Linked DNA regions of Zea mays: regions 2 and 3 are each linked to region 1. The links are chromatin contacts, called in public Hi-C maps. All regions are on one chromosome and are shown on one strand. The core of a region is the stretch at or near the end of the contact, and the rest is flanking DNA. Distances in the headings are between cores, read along the strand shown.

Region 1 (3,085 bases), core at 167-2,666:
GGGGCGGACGGTTCATGATGGCACAAGGTTCTCTTCCTCCTCATAGGAACCTAGATCTCGCCCTCTGGGAGAGAGATCTTAGGGTGCTCCAGGCCGGCAGGCCACCCGGGGTAGGGGTGGGCGTTCGGGTTACCCGAAATTTCCGGGTCGGGTAATTCGGGTTTTTAAAATTTCGGGTTTTGAGAATCGATACCCGAAATTACAACGGGTTTTTCAATACCCGAAAAATCGGGTACCCGGAATTTCGGGTTCGGGTATTCCCGAACTACCCGAACTATTGTGTTGGCTTCATAAAAACACATACACCCTATTAAATTAGTATAAAAATATAGCTTGAATAATGATATACATGGACATATAAAACACAAGCAATCTACAATCACAAGTTATGCACACTTACACATAATTATAGATGTACAAATTAATAATTAAGCATGACATGAGTACATGACACATGAAAGTTCGGGTAATTCGGGTATTTCGGGTACCCGATTGTGATACCCGAAATAATTTCGGGTTTTGCAAGTTGCTACTCGAAATTTCCGAATAAAATTCGAGTTTCGGGTATTTCGGGTTCGGGTTCGGGTATTCCGGGTTCGGGTTTCGGGTTACGGGTTTTTTGCCCAGCCCTAACTCGGGGTATCTCTAGACGACGTAGAGTCGCTTAAGAATTAAGAGATCAAGTCTATGAACAATATCTTGAATAACTGAACTGGATCTTGTCCCCCTGGAGGGGTAAGATCCCAGGGTCGTATTTGGGTCGGCAGACCACCCATCCATGACGGATCTAGACGGCGTAGAGCCAAATAGGAGTGGAGGTGGATATGCAGAAAGCTACAATTAGAGCTACGCTACATCTATTCCTAGGGTAGAAATCATAAAGAAAGGTAAATAAAGTAGATTGACTCGATTGAAATGAGTTCATGGGTTTCGAATCGGTCATATCCCTTTATATTTATAAGGTAAGAGATTTAAACCTATTCATAGACGAGATCCAAGAGATTCCGAATATGTTAGAATAACCAAGTATGAAATAAATACTCTCGTCCATGCTTATCTGGTCGCGAGGGCGCGGACCATTCAGGCTACAGGGTTAGACCGTCCAATCGTAATCAGGTGTTAAATATGATGCTCAACACTGGTCTAATTTATATGTATATATCCTATTAGTTGCAACGTAAATTAAAGTGATACTTGGAAAAGTTTCTTTGAAGCATCTTGGAAACCAAACTTTAGGCCGTGGAAGGCTCGAAGAAAAGAAGCAATGCCGTTGTTGTGTTATGGTGCTGGTCTATGGAGCATGTATGAGTCACGTGGGCTTGGAGCTGCTGGACCGGCCGCTGGGCCTGCTGGTCGGCACGTCACCTACCCGCCTTCGGCCCCTCTCCCCTGCCCCGCCGCGCCCCCTCGCGTCCGTTCCTCCCTTCCTTTCCGTGTCGGTCTCCGGCGCGCCCGACGTAGCGCCCGCATCCGACGGCCGTGGGGGCATCGACGGCCGGGCGACGCGACGCGATGTGACCATGACCCGTCAGTCAGCAGGTCAGAATATTCCTCCCCTCTCCCGGTCCTCCCCACCCCCATCCCTCCTCACGGTCACGGCACGGGACTCGCCTCCCCCCCTCCTCTTCCTCCCCTCCCGCCCACGGCTGGAGGTGCTCACAGCGAGCGGAGCGGAGGCGAGGGATTCGGCCGCGCGCATGGCGACGCCTCTCTGACCGAAGCTGCTCCACCCACTCGGCCAGGCGCGCCGTCCTCTCCTCTCCCCTCCCCTTATCCTCTCGTGTGAGTGGAAATCTTCCGCGTTTTCTCCTTCGTTCGCTTTCTGTCTGTATTGTCTGCTATGGTTTGCGCTCCGACGACCGACCGACCGTCCGTTCGTGTCCGGACATGACCGATCTCGCTCCCCGGCAGCTGGAGGCGTCATCTCGTGCCCTCGATCTGGGTCGCCCGGGCTCTGGTCTCGAGCTCGGAATTGGCGCCTGCACGCGCAGCTGACTGTGATTTGGCACCGACCTATCTATCCCGCCACTCTGCAAGCGGATTCGTGGTGGGGGGATTCTGTCTTCCCCAACGCGGCCATGATCAGGGAATGTGATGGGATGGTCCGTCGGTATCCGTGATCGATCTGCTGGTTTAGTTGCTCGTGTTCTATTCGTCTCGGTGGTTCCGGATTGCCTCCAGGAGCTACATATGGGTTAAGGTTGCTTGCTTGGGATTAGGAGGAACCTAGCTTGTGATTGTAGCGCGGAGGACATTCTACAGCATTGCACGGGTGGTGGCGTGGTGCGTCCAGTGATTAACGGTAGCAACCGACTAACGATACGACCGAAATGGTTGGGTGGTGAGAAGCTACTGCATGGAGGAGACACGGAGCTGCCGAGCTGGGTTGACCTAGCATTGGATATTTGCTTGCTTGTCGAAACAATGCTGTCGTTCAGCAAGCTTGCTGTTTATTTGCATTTGGTACTTGCTGCTAAGTCTGGCCTGTGCATCCTCCCAACCCAAAGATTGAATTCCATGGGTCTGCCATGCTCCTTTTCTCTCTCAACTGAATCGATGCAGATTTTGGTTTAGGTCCTAAATTTCCTTACTAGACTAGAATTTAATATTAGTGTTCATCCGGAATGAAAAAATGAGGATTGAAGACACATTATTTGGCGTGCTCTTGTGGTTGATGTGCTCTCAATCGAGAAGCTTCAGTTCAGAGCATGTCAGTTCACCACATTGTAGTATAGTTGGTGACATGTAGTTTGTGGACTCTGTGTTGTAATATAAGTTAATTGCCTACCTCTTCCTATTAGTTTAAGCTTTTGGGTTGAATTGGTTGTTGCATGCAACTTAATATGATACATGAACCAAATGTTACGAGTTCGAACCCTGGTTAGCACAATTAAAATTAAATAATTGTTGCTTGCTCCTATTCTACATCTGAGACTAATAGAGGCTCGGCGTGAGGGAGAGTATTGTAATATAAGTGAATTGCTGATAGCGCAATTAAAATAAAATATTCGTTGCTCGCTTCTATTCCGCGTCTGAGACCTAATAGAGGCTCGACGTGAGGGGGAGTGTTGTAATATAAGTGAAT
Region 2 (3,068 bases), core at 253-2,752, 150 kb before region 1:
AATCAATCTTCCAAGGAAGGAAATACATCAATTGTTTAGCACACAACTCCTATTACCTAATGCATCAAGCAAGTGAGAAAGATTTTAAAATAGCAAGGAGGTGGCAAATGCACCGGGGCTTGCCTGAATAACATTAGGTTAGTGTTTGTTAGGCGATGTCCACTTGACGATCATCCTTGTCCTAGCACTTGATCAGGCAGGTTCGTCCATCAGCATCACCATGCGGAGTAGCCCGCACTTGGGGTCGACTTGGCTCGTCTTCCGCATCGCGCGATCAGCTAGCGTACCTAATGAAATGCATTATGCATATGAATGCATATCAAGACGGGTATCACAAGATAATATTACAATTAAGTCATCATCATAATCATGACAACCTAATTCTTATGTATATACCAACATAACCAGACATAATATAAATAGAACACGAGCATTCTACAAAATACTAACTTCATCCTATTACCGTATGAACAGAACATTTTACCAATATTTAAGACCACTACTCATCACATAAGTGGAACCTATTTAATTATATTTAACATATACATTTATCAAGGCACTACTCACCTGGCCGACCCATCGACGATCATTATACAATGTGATTAATTCACCATTGCACACAAGCACACATAGAATATCATACCTAGTTTAAAGAGCACACTAAACGACTTATAACTTTAACTTCACAATTCTTGGACACCTAACACTTATAAAATCTTGATAGAAGAACTTTCATTAACTTTCTAAACTAATTCCCAGGTTAACCTGTGTATCACATATATTAATAAAACATCACATTTTTAACACCCACAATCCTGCAAGCACTGAGACCTATTGCGACCTCTTTCTCCACACGACATTGACCAAATCACAGTAGATGACTTGGGCATCCTAATAAATAGTATACCTACAGTTCTCTTCATCGAACTAATAACCGAATTAGCAATCCGACTCACCATAGAATTATCACGATTAATATACCTAGTCAGACCATTCATCAATCCACTAGCACGAATAACAAATTTGCTTACCCTGACTAATTTGACGAGATAGTCGGAAGCACGACGACGGTTTCCGGTTGACGTCTTTGATCACACACGTTTGGCGAGCGATGCACACAATTTCTATTCTTGACCAGATATTCATGGGATTCCTTTTGTTGAGCTGGTGACGCGTGGTCAGTACAAGAGCGTCTTCACAGCTTGGGACTTGGCGTAGACGAGGATGGCGATCGACGATATCGACGTGCCAGCGCGGCGATTTCCATTTGACGACGATGATGGCACAACGAGGTGAACGCGGCAACACACGGCTCAATGGGTAAGGCCTTGTTCGGTTATTCCCAATACACATGGATTGGATGAGATTGAAAAAATTCTTAAGAAGTTTGACTTGTTTGGGATTCAAACCCATCCAATCTCACTCAATCCACGTGGATTGAGAGCTAACCGAACAAGCCCTAAAGATGCACGACGGCTGGCGAGCTGGGCTAGCTCGGATAGGAACAACCGATGGGATGACCATGACAAATAGAAAATCGACGACCGGCGAAACCGATAGCCGAACAGGAATTGAGCTAACAGGAATTGCACAGATCGACGACGCGAGGCCCGATCTGGTGAGCACGACGCAAAGGTGGGCGTCGCTGCCGCTGCTCCGACACGAAGTACTTGCTGCCGAGGCAGACGAGCACAACGGAGGCCGGGGTCTGGGCATCGAGCCAGCGCATCACGCAGTTTGGAAACCACACCACCCACACGAAGCGCTTGCCGCAGAGCACCAGACCGCGCGCCATTCGCGCAGAGCTCCAAAATCGCGCGCCGAACTGGGAGCCAAGGCGAGCGCGGCAAGTGAGCTGAGGGGGCACGTCAGGAAACTCAATGGCGGCGATCTGGGCGAACGCGACACAGGAGACCAGAGTGAGAGGTGCGCTGACGAGGAAGCAGGAAGCCGCGACGAGGGAGCTCGGCGCGCAGACTGGGCGAGCTGGGCGCGCAGAGGAGAAACCGGAGAGCTCGGCTGGGGCTGGTTGAGGGAGAACCGCGGCGCAGAGAGCTCAGCGCGGCGTCGGGGGCGCGTCGGCAGGGAAGCAAGCGCGCGCGAGGCGCGCGTGGCCACTAGAGCTGGAGGGCGCGCGGACGATGAGCAGGAAGTCGCGTCGCCGGAGGAGCAGGGGAGATGGGTGTCGTACAGGGGCAGGTCGAGCGCGCTAGGGAGCTGCCGCGCGGGGAAGAAGCCGGCTGCGCGCGGCAAACAGAGAGCGGGAACCCGGGCGCGCGATATCCGGTGGAGAAGCAGGACGTTGCCGCGGCCATGGAAAGCAGGCGCGGCTGGGCTGGGCGATCCAGGGACGCGCAGGGAGCAGGACGCGCCATGGGAGCACGGAGGGGAAGCCGCTCGGCTGGGAGGAGAGAAGCGAAGCTCGGCCGGCGGCTGCCTGAAGAAAGAGCAGAGGACGCTGGCGTTGAGGGCAGGGCCGAGCTCGGCGGCCATGGCCGAACAGAGAGCAGAGCAGGGGCGCGGACGGCGGAACTCCGGATCGGCGCGGCTGGAAGAAGCTCGGCGAGCAGAGAGGACTGGAGGGAGCTCGGCGGCCATGGCAGGGGCTCGCGGCCGGCAGAGAGCTAGCGCCACGGAGAGAAGAAAAATCCTGGGCACGCGTGCACAGGGAGTTCGGCACGGTGCGGCGGGAGATTGAAGAAAGGGGAGGAACGCCGTGGGGCAGGGCGAGCTCGCCAGAGATGGAGCTCGGTCGCTGCTGAGGAAGAGAGGGAGCAGAGAAGTAGGGGAGGAAGACGGACTGCATCCGGTATGTGCGGTAGGAGATAAAGCAGCCATGAAAAAAAAAATCCTGGGCGGATGAGGATGATTAGAGCAGGGTATAGATGGCCAGCCGGGCCGGGCTAAACGGGCCGGCCCGTGCCGGCACGGCCCGATAGGTAGTGCCGTGCCTGGGCCGAGCATCAGGCACGCTGGGCCGGCACGGGCACGACACGATTAGCCCCTAGACACGATTAGGCACGATTATGCATGATTAGATCCAAGCACGACTAGTTAGCTGTGTGTTG
Region 3 (2,745 bases), core at 1-2,500, 210 kb before region 1:
CTCTTGCAGTACTCTCAGGAATCACAATTGAAGCTGCAACAGTTGACTCTTCAAGTGCAGTCTCGGCATCTATTTCAGCAGAAGCTGTGGGCTCGATGTCATGCTGTATGTCTCCATCTAATGGCCTCCCAGAAACATCCATCACCATTTCCTGAGCCCCTTCACCGTGGATATTATCGGCTTCAATGCCTTGAGAATGAATTGGCAACTCGGTGAATTCTTCGAAACTGGAACTTGTTGGCCTTTCAACAGCATCCATTTCCACCTGCTGGTGTTCCCCTAGTTGATTGCAATCACCATCTGCTCCATTACCTTCAGAAGAAGCATTCAGCTCCATGCTATCCACATCACCCAGCTGAGCTCGTCCTACATTATCATCACCAATGCTGTCTCCACTGGTAGCCTGAAGTGATAGATCCCTGCCACCAGCTGTCTGGCTTTCAGGATGCTCCGAAATCCCCTGCTCACTAGGACCGACATGATGTGCATCGGAGACATCATCCGTCTCCTGCTCTTGCACCGTCTCCTGTTCTTGCACCGCATTGGAACTCTCCACAGAGCTGGACTCCGCGGTACCAGGCCCCTCACCGTTGCACTGCTCCGCCTGAGACCTCTCCGCTTCCTGCATTGACAGACATGCATTACACACCCAGCAACAACAACAGCTAGGAGCAGGAGCAGCCCACTCAAAACCCACGCCATCACACTGAAGCGCTCGAACCTCACCTCAAATGGAGTGCTCCCGCCGCCGCCCTCCCCGGCGAGGAGCTTCAACCCAACAGGCGATTTCGGCTCGGGCACAGACTCCTCCGCCGCCTTGGGCGCCCCCTCCCCGGCCTCCGCGTCAGCATCGGCGTCGGCCTTATTGCCGGGACCCCGCTTCCCCTTCTTCTTCCGGAACTGCTGCAGCTGCACGCGAGGTAAACCGTAAACGTAACGTAACGCTCGATCAAAATCCCCCCGAAAAAAAGACACAAAAGAGAACATGGAGCACAAATTCGCGGGAGTCGGTACCTTCTTCCGCCCTGCAGCGAGGAGATCGGTGCGGTTCTTGTTTCCGCCACCGCCGCCGCCGCCCCTGTGATCCATGCGGAGATCTCCGGTCCAGCCCTCGGGCAGCGGTCACGCGAGGCGGGGAGGCATCAACCAATCCCGCCCGCGGAGACCTACTAGGGCGCGGGCCGGCGGATTGCCCGAATCGTAGCGGGTTCTGGAAGATCTGGGAGGCGGGAGGGAGTCGCGCGCTCGGGTTCGGGGATTTGGGAGGGACGAGGAGGAAGAAGAGGGAGGAATCGACAGGAGAGATTCGGGTTTGGACCGGCGCCCGCGCCCGCGCCGTGTCGGGTTGGTGTGTGGCTGGCTGGCCCGCCTGGCCGGTGTCGGTTCGAGACGGGAGCACGGACGGAACGCGACGGTTTTCGCGCGTCTCCTGTCTCCCTGGCGCAGTTGCGGCCTTGCGGCCCCCCGCTGTGGGCGCGCTTCACAGGTTCTGAGTTCTGACGCTCTGTTCGACTGTTCCTGTTCCAACTAGCTAGACTACGGAACACGCACGCACGCAAATATCTCACTGCTAGCTCCTCTCTGATGGCTCTCTCCGCTCCGGTGCTCCATCCGTCAAAATTATGTTCGGATAAACCAGGACATTTGATCCACTTTATATAAAATATATTATCAATATTTTATATTATTAAAAAACTGGTAAATCAATTGTAGCCATGATATAGTTATTTAAAGTTATGGATATTTATGATGTTCTTATACAACTTTTGTTAAAATCATGATTGAATACAGAATTATATCATGCCCACTCTTCTTTCCCCCCCTCACCTCAACCGTATAGTAGATGGGTTTGGGGGGCCTCGGTTTCCTATGCCTACACCAGTGAATTTCTTTTTCGTAGGTGAAGGTAGTATTTATTCCCTCCGTCTCAAAATAGTATTTATTTTAACTTTTGATTTTTATATTTATATTTAAATAGATGAAGATGATTTTTTACGCATGTGTAAAACACATACATTAATAATTTTAATTTTGAATGGAGAGAGTAATATTTGGGCTTTTCGATGTAGCTAAGCTCTAACTCAGATAATTTTAGTTAGTTGAGTGCAAGTGGGATGTGACTACAACGTTGATTGTTGGTACCAATTCACCCTTCATCTCGCTAATTTATCCGCTCAACTAGTGTTGGGTATCTAGAAACATGGTACCCAAAATAAGGCTTGTAAAACCTTTTTTTAACCGACCAAAGTCTTCCTATCGAGCAGGTCCGCGAGGCAGAACGACCACTCAGGTCCCTGTCGAGCAAGTATGCGAGGCGGGGCAACCGACCAGGTCTCTGCCAAGCAAATCCACGAGGCAGCGCGACTGGACAGGTCCCTGCCGAGCAAGTACGTGGCGGAGCGACGGGCCAGACCCCTGCCAAGAAAGTCCATAAGACAGGGTGGCCACCCAGGTCCCTACTAAGAAAGTCAGCAAGGTGGAAACCCAAATCAGACGTCGCGATGTCCACGCCAACTAGGACAAAACATGACACCACAAGATGAGGTGTGGCTGAGGGCAGCCACGTGAACGACAGGCCGAGGGCACGTCGAGTGATTGCTATCGATATGAGTATATGACCACACCTTCCCAAGTACAGTTCAAGACACGCTCCCACTACCTTGACGGGCTGGACGATCCTGTTCATAAACGACCTCAGCATCAAAGCTTTTATAGTGGCCCGAATATTGGGTTCTACGCGGCAGA

The links. Hi-C and Micro-C count contacts between places; a contact is called where the count stands out from the background.
Region 2: a Hi-C map of ear shows a contact between it and region 1, with 2.9 times the contacts expected there. The contact joins the promoter of LOC100384582 here to the promoter of LOC100381337 in region 1. A contact is called at or near these places in 2 of 25 Hi-C or Micro-C datasets (ear and leaf).
Region 3: a Hi-C map of leaf shows a contact between it and region 1, with 2.9 times the contacts expected there. The contact joins the promoter of LOC103626620 here to the promoter of LOC100381337 in region 1. A contact is called at or near these places in 19 of 25 Hi-C or Micro-C datasets (bundle sheath, ear, endosperm and 5 more) and 1 of 3 datasets of contacts at active chromatin or transcription factors (leaf).

Annotation. Positions count from the first base shown.
Region 1 is chr5:81,920,821-81,923,905 of Zm-B73-REFERENCE-NAM-5.0, reverse strand. LOC100381337 (MPK14 - putative MAPK) reads left to right here and starts at 1,416. Exons shown (of 3, transcript NM_001174205.2): 1 at 1,416-1,539.
Region 2 is chr5:82,070,075-82,073,142 of Zm-B73-REFERENCE-NAM-5.0, reverse strand. LOC100384582 reads left to right here and starts at 1,502. Exons shown (of 1, transcript NM_001177088.1): 1 at 1,502-2,778. The coding sequence starts at 1,517. The coding sequence ends at 2,698.
Region 3 is chr5:82,131,421-82,134,165 of Zm-B73-REFERENCE-NAM-5.0, reverse strand. LOC103626620 (sporulation-specific protein 15) reads right to left here and starts at 1,250. Exons shown (of 9, transcript NM_001323078.1): 1 at 1,015-1,250; 2 at 727-909; 3 at 1-622. The coding sequence starts at 1,089.